Regions from separate parts of the Gossypium hirsutum genome. Here region 1 is linked to region 2. A link is a contact called in public Hi-C data. All regions are on one chromosome and are shown on one strand. The core of a region is the stretch at or near the end of the contact, and the rest is flanking DNA. Distances in the headings are between cores, read along the strand shown. Region 1 holds the start of LOC107920999 (photosystem II core complex proteins psbY, chloroplastic). Region 2 overlaps LOC107921268 (actin-related protein 3).

Evidence for each region. A called contact is a pair of places that touch in the nucleus more often than the background predicts.
Region 1: a contact with region 2 is called in a Hi-C map of leaf, with 2.1 times the contacts expected there. The contact joins the promoter of LOC107920999 here to the enhancer-like site in region 2. A contact is called at or near these places in 2 of 34 Hi-C or Micro-C datasets (hypocotyl and leaf).

What each region holds. Positions count from the first base shown.
Region 1 is chrD01:52,847,442-52,850,892 of Gossypium_hirsutum_v2.1, forward strand. LOC107920999 (photosystem II core complex proteins psbY, chloroplastic) reads left to right here and starts at 2,091. Exons shown (of 1, transcript XM_016850843.2): 1 at 2,091-3,328. The coding sequence starts at 2,594. The coding sequence ends at 3,199.
Region 2 is chrD01:52,710,685-52,714,045 of Gossypium_hirsutum_v2.1, forward strand. LOC107921268 (actin-related protein 3) reads left to right here. Exons shown (of 8, transcript XM_016851142.2): 4 at 1,663-1,755; 5 at 1,911-2,030; 6 at 3,359-3,361. Among protein-coding and RNA genes, the nearest start is that of LOC107921268, 5.6 kb to the left of the region's middle. Within about 2 kb of position 1,452, at least 2 of the 9 cell types and tissues checked have an H3K27ac peak or open chromatin away from gene starts, as enhancers often do. A contact at or near this core is called in hypocotyl and leaf, where this site is marked.

The DNA of each region.
Region 1 (3,451 bases), core at 841-3,340, 140 kb after region 2:
TCTCTGAGCTCTTAACACTACAAAACAGGGGAAAAAGAAACAGGGTAAGCACTTTGTGCTTAGTAAGTTCATGTAACAAGAATTATACTTACCTAATATTTTCAATACAATGAAATAAACATTCATACACCCATTCAATACATTATTCCCCTATCATACACAAACTCAACATTCAAATTAATCCAATAATTTCCATGTATCAATAATATGTACCATGATTGATGAGCTAATCAATACCATTATTTCTATTTCCTTGTTATTTTTCCATATTTATCCTGTTAAATTTCTCGAAATTTCGATGGATTTTCAGGGGTACACTTTAGTGTACAAATCCGGGTCCGTCAATTCATATTCATGTGCGCACATTTCCATTTCAGAGAGCACACTCCTGCGAACCTCATCCTTACAGTGGGATTAATAAACTCATAGAGTATTGTCGGGATTACCAGTCCAGGCTAAATCCCCTGTAATATAAACTCATAGAGTATTATCGGGATTACCAGTCCAGGCTAAATCCCCTACAATGACAATTACTCTAATGAGCCTGGATCTGAATTACCAGTCCAGGCTAAATTCAGACCCTAATTCGGATTACCCGTCTAGGCTAAATCCATTTTCCACATATTCTTTGGGAGGGCTATATCAAAATAGGATCATCCGTCTGGGCTAGATCCTTTTTACCGTCAATTCCTTTTCAGAGATCCATCGAATTTTCCTTCCATTCAACCGGGATTTCTTCCCTTTTTTTATTAAATATATCAATGTTTCATTAATTTTCATTCAATGAACATTCAAATCATATTCACATCAATAACAAACATTTCAAGAATTTAAGAATATAATTCAAGTTATACGAACTTACCTCGATACTTGTTCGTAAAAAAAATCTACTAATCCCAAACTTTTTCTTTTCCTCGATCTAGCTTCGTATTTGAATTTTCTGGATCTAAATAAATAAATTTAATCATTAATCTAATACATTTCATGTTCATATGTAACATTCTCTATAATTCCATTATTATTTATAGTTCATTCAAAGTTGTCTCATTGAGTCATAGTCACTAAATTATTTATATCTTGAGTTACGGAACTCCAAATTAAGATCCACTAATTTTCCCCGAAACTAGGCTCACATATCTTCTTACCATAAAATTTTCAGAATTTTTGGTTTAGCCAATAAGTACAGTTTATTCTTTAAAGTTTCCCCTGTTTCGCTGTTCGACAGTTCCGACCCCTCTTCACTAAAAATTAATTATCTCATTGTACAGAATTCGGATGATGTATTATTTTATTTTTAAATACTTTTCTTTGTTCCTTTAATGTTGATTCTTTAAATAAAATGATAAAAAAATATATTTTAAGTCAAGTGTACATGTTGACTGTTTTGAAATTTTGTTAAGTGAAATGTAAAGTAATACCCGAGATTTAGATTCGGTAATTCGGGTTGGGTTAAGGGTGTTACACACATAGAGACAGAAGTTCTATTTTGTTAATTTATGAATTGTTTTAGTGCATAATTTGTGCAAGTAAATTAGTAAATTGGATTATTCATTGGTTTACAACTAAGGTTTCAAAGGGAAATAGTTTCTGAGAGTGTGATCTAGTTTGAAGTATAGAAGTGAGGTTGCAAGTTAGTTTATGACTTGAACTTAAACTACGATTTGTACTTTATTAATTTATATTGGGTCACTCTCTAGGTAAGATCTCATAGATGTAAGAAGTTTTCAAATTACATAAACAATTGTGTTGTCCATCTCTATTTTATAACTATACTAACTTTGTCCAATTGTAACCGAACGAATATTGAAAAACAAAATCAGTGATTCACACATAATATACTATTTTTAAAAAAATGAATTTTCAAGTAAGAAAAACAAAATTTTCAAGTCAATCCATAAACATATCTACCAACATCATGTTTAATTTTTTTTTAAACAGTCTTCCATGAAATTTTTTATTAAATTTGCTTGCACGAACATCAAACGTATTATATTATACATATTTATCCTATGAAGAATAAATTACACTTCTATAATATACAAAAGGTACCTAAATACTTTTAATAGTTTGAGCCTTGTGGTTTCCAAAAAGTTTAAGGTATCAACGTATTAACCTCGAAACAAAGAGGAAGACTTTGAAAACAAAAAGAGGGAGACAGAGAGAGCAGCCCAAAGAATGGACTTCAGCTTTGCAAGGTGGGCCTTTGGGCTTCATTATGTATTTGAGCCTCTGGACATGGTTTTCATCAAACAATATAAGCTGGTGAAGTGCAGATAGATATTATGTGAAATGAACGGCTTAATGTTAACAAATTGACCTTAAGAATATGCCATTGGTGGCGATAAGAAAATTGTGGTGGGGTATCCAACATGAGGTCCATATCTCACACATCATATCATCTGGATAAGAGTAGAATCCAGAGACCTTCATTTTATTGGACATTATTTGATTTGCTTCACATTAAATCTTATATCCCAAAACCCAAATCCTCAGCCAGAGGCAATTGAAACTCCATTTCTCTGCCACAAAAAGCTCCCCCGCCCCAACTCCCCTGGGATCAACAGCACAATTCTAAACCCAAAAACATAAAAAAATGGCAGCAAGTGTAGCAACAATGGCGATGCTCAATGCAAAATGCCTAAGCATCAGCTCAACTAAGATGAGCAGCCCAACAAAGCCAACCCCAAAGCCCTTCTCCCTTCTCTCCATGCAGAACCTCCCCAAAGGCCTCACCATCTCAAAACCGGCCAACAACTCAAACCTACCGTCTTCACTCGCTGGCAGCGCCATTGCTGGAGCTATCTTCTCAACCTTGAGCTCATGTGACCCCGCCTTAGCTGCACAACAGATTGCTGAAATAGCTGAAGGAGACAACCGTGGGCTAGCTCTATTGCTTCCCATAATCCCAGCGATCGCTTGGGTCCTCTTCAACATCCTCCAGCCAGCACTTAACCAGCTGAACCGAATGAGGAGCTCCAAAGGGGTTATCATAGGGCTAGGGCTCGGAGGATTGGCTGCATCAGGGTTCATGTCAACACCGGAAGCATCGGCCAGTGAGATAGCTATGGTAGCTGATGCTGCATCTAGTGACAATAGGGGTACCCTTCTCCTCTTCGTTGTAGCACCAGCTCTTCTTTGGGTGGCCTACAACATTCTGCAACCGGCTTTGAACCAGCTTAATAGGATGAGATCTCAGTGAGATTGTGGATCTTGTATGGGGTGTAATGGCATGTAAATTACCTGTAATTGCACCTTATGTTAATGAAGCTTTCTCGTTATTTACTTTAAACAAAAAATAACAAATTTTCCTTGGTTATAGTTCCATTAATTTCATCCCTTATAATCTATATATTCGTATTATTATATTTATGTCATTTTTTAATATAATTGTATTATCGAAGTTAATATAATTTTAAGCTTTTACATAAAATTTGATACAATAGTATATCTA
Region 2 (3,361 bases), core at 202-2,701:
TTATAAGACACCACAAAATCGTAGCCAAACATCTTGGTAACCCACTTCTGTTGATACAGAGTAATTGCCTACTTGTCAGTGAGGAACCATAAGCTTTAGTGATCAGTCCATATATGAAACCTTCTCCCTACAGAGTATGGATTCCATTTTTTTAACAGCCAAGAGGGTTGCTAACATCTCTTTTTCGTATATGGACATGGTTTGGTATCTAATGCCTAAGGTGTTGCTGAAGTATGGCAAAGGCTTCCCCTGCTGGTGTAAAACTGCCCCTACCCCTGCACCACTAGCATCCGTATCCACACAAAACTCTTTTTGAAAATTCGGTAGGGCCAACACTGGAGCAGTGCAAAAGGCTTGTTTGAGCCGATTAAAAGTTGTCTCAGCTTCTGCAGACCAGTTCCATTCCTTGTTTTTCTTCAACATGTAAGTGAGGGGTCTGGCTATAAGACCATATCCCTTGATGAACCTCCTATAGTAGTTCGATAACCCTAGGAACCCTCTCAACTCCTTAAGAGAACCAGGCTTAGGTCAATGCATCACACACTCGACCTTTGAGGGATCCATGGCTACTAATCCTTGAGAGATCAAATGTCCAAGGTACTTTATCTCCTGTACTCCAAAACTGCATTTGGATTTTTTTGCATACAACTGATGGACCCTTAGTTACTGCAAAACTGCCTTGAGGTGTGCCAGATGTTCGAGCCAAGTAGTAGAATATACTAGTATGTCATAAAAAAAATACTAGTACTGACCTTCTGAGAAAGGGCTTAAACACACTGTTCATCAAGGATTGAAATGTGGAGGGTGCATTAGTCAAGCCAAAAGGCATGACTAGGAACTCGTAGTGACCCTTGTGGGTCCTAAATGCAGTTTTGCACATACCCTCATCCTTCATTCTAATCTGATGGTAGCCAGAATGCAAGTCGAGATTAGAGAAGAAAGCAGCCTGACCAAGCTCATCGAGTAATTCTTCGATTACTGGAATTGGATACTTGTCTTTGACAGTCATCTGGTTCAATTTTCTGTAGTCTACACAGAGTCGCCAATTGCCATCTTTTTTTCTGACCATAACAATGGGAGATGCGAATGGATTGCTACTGTTCCTTGTGATCCAAGATCCTGTTGAAGTTGGTTGACATCCTTCTGAAGCCTAGTAGTGACCCTACAGCTTGCTATGAGAGCCGACTGAAGCTCTGATACTTTTGTTGCGAAAATTTCCAGTGAAGAAAAGAAGAGAGACGAGAAGAGAAACAGAAGAGAAATTGGGAGGAAGAAACGATTTGATTTGATCCAAAATACAATGAATATTTCCTTGCTTACACTGTTTTCCTTAAGTAGCTGAAAATGAACTAACGAACGGCCATTTAGTTATCACAGCTGTAGACTAACAGCTGTCAAAACTCACCGTTTTAGGTTTAATATAAAAGGCACCGTATTACTAATGGAAATGCACCGTTTCACTCAACACTAAAACTCACCGTTTTGAAGAAATGTTTCCCTCCCTACTTTTTAGCGGTTACAACTGAATTTTAAAACCACCGGCTATCCTATCCCTAGCAGTTTCTCCCGTAACAGCATGTATGTGAGCCCATCTTAGATTTGAGGATATGGAGATTGTAAAATAACTACTATTTAGTTATCATGAAATCTTGCCCTTTGCAGGAAAGAGGAGAGAAAATGCCACCTGAGGATTCATTTGAAGCAGCTCGGAAAGTGAAGGAGATGTACTGCTATACATGTTCTGACATTGTCAAGGTTGTTTTCTTTCATTGGATTGTGATTTTGGAAATATTTTGGGACAGCCATTAACCTCAGGATTCTTACTCCAGCTTTAGATGCTGTAATGAAGTTCCCAACTTCTGGCATTCAAACGGTAATCTGATAATAACTATTTTTTGTAATTTTTTTAGGAGTTCAACAAGCATGACAAAGAACCTGCCAAGTTCATCAAACAATGGAGGGGAATTAGACTGAAGACGGGGGCACCATACGCCTGTGATATTGGTTATGAACGATTTTTAGGTCCTGAGGTTTGTTACACTTTTTCCTTGCGAAGTCATTTCTAAGTTCAAGGTTACTGGAACTTTTGGAATTTCTTCATATTTAATAAGAATTTTTTTGTGGGGATGTCAGTGTTATATTAGCATGTTCCTTTTGGAGTATTTCAAGGACCCTGATTAACTAACTCTCTCAAATGGATAAATCTCTTGGCTATCTTATGAAGATTTTTCCCTTATATCAATGTCTAAGTACTGGGATGCTTGACCTTTTCCTTATCGTCAATAATTTAACTATGTTCATCCTAGAGGCTTGGTTTCCTGGAAGCTAACATTCATGCCTATTTTTAATTTGTCAAAGAGGACACTCCTGCTCTTTCTCTGATTTGCTTATCCTAAAAAATCTGTCTTTAATCAGAGAGAATATAGAGTATGCCTTAGCATGATCTTTCCAACAATATATATTTTCTTTGATGATTAAAGTCAGCTTGCATCGGTTCAAAAATAGCTGGGTGACTGGGTGTGCAAGTTTTTCTTGATTTCCCTGTATTTAGATTTCCTAATGACATGCTTTGGCATTTTCCAACTTCGATGATGCAACTAGGTATTTGATGATTTGCTTTATTTTTCAAGAAATGAAAATTGCTACTCGAAGATTGCTTGCTGCTGATGTTTTTTTCTTTTTTAATGGTTGGTTTGACAGGTTTTGTTTAGCCCCGAGATATATACCAGTGATTATATAACCCCTTTACCAGCTCTAATAGATAAGTGCATTCAGTCAGCACCAATTGACACAAGAAGAGCTTTATATAAGGTGAAGTATGCATAGGCTCAAAAGAAAAAGAAAAGGCAGATTGCAAATTTTGGTTCTTAGCCAAGACAATCAAAAGAAACAACAAGTATTATATTTGAAGGATGAGATGCACTTGTTAAGCATCGAACTGGTAGTCATTCACTTTGCTTATTGATGGGTTCTTAGCTCATCTGTTAGTTAATTTAATTTTCAAGGATGATATTCTTAGAGATGTGATATATTTTAGGTTAATCTCCTACATCAATGACCCTTCTTATAAGTTGATTAGAATTTATTTTCTCAAACCTGGTCTGGTAGTAATCTGTGAATCGAAAGACATAGCTGTTTGATTCATTTTATTTTACTGCTAGACTGTTAGTCCAATATGCAAGGTTTTTGTACTTGGTTGTGCCGCTTGTTCTCTAACATTCTTGATAATGATCAAAACAAATGAAGGTTGCTTTTAAGTTCATAAACTGCTGAATGGAATGAGAAGAGAAAAATGAAATTTTACATGTTTTTCTCATATTTTAATGGAAGGTTTTACTCAATATTTCAACTGTTTCAGAAT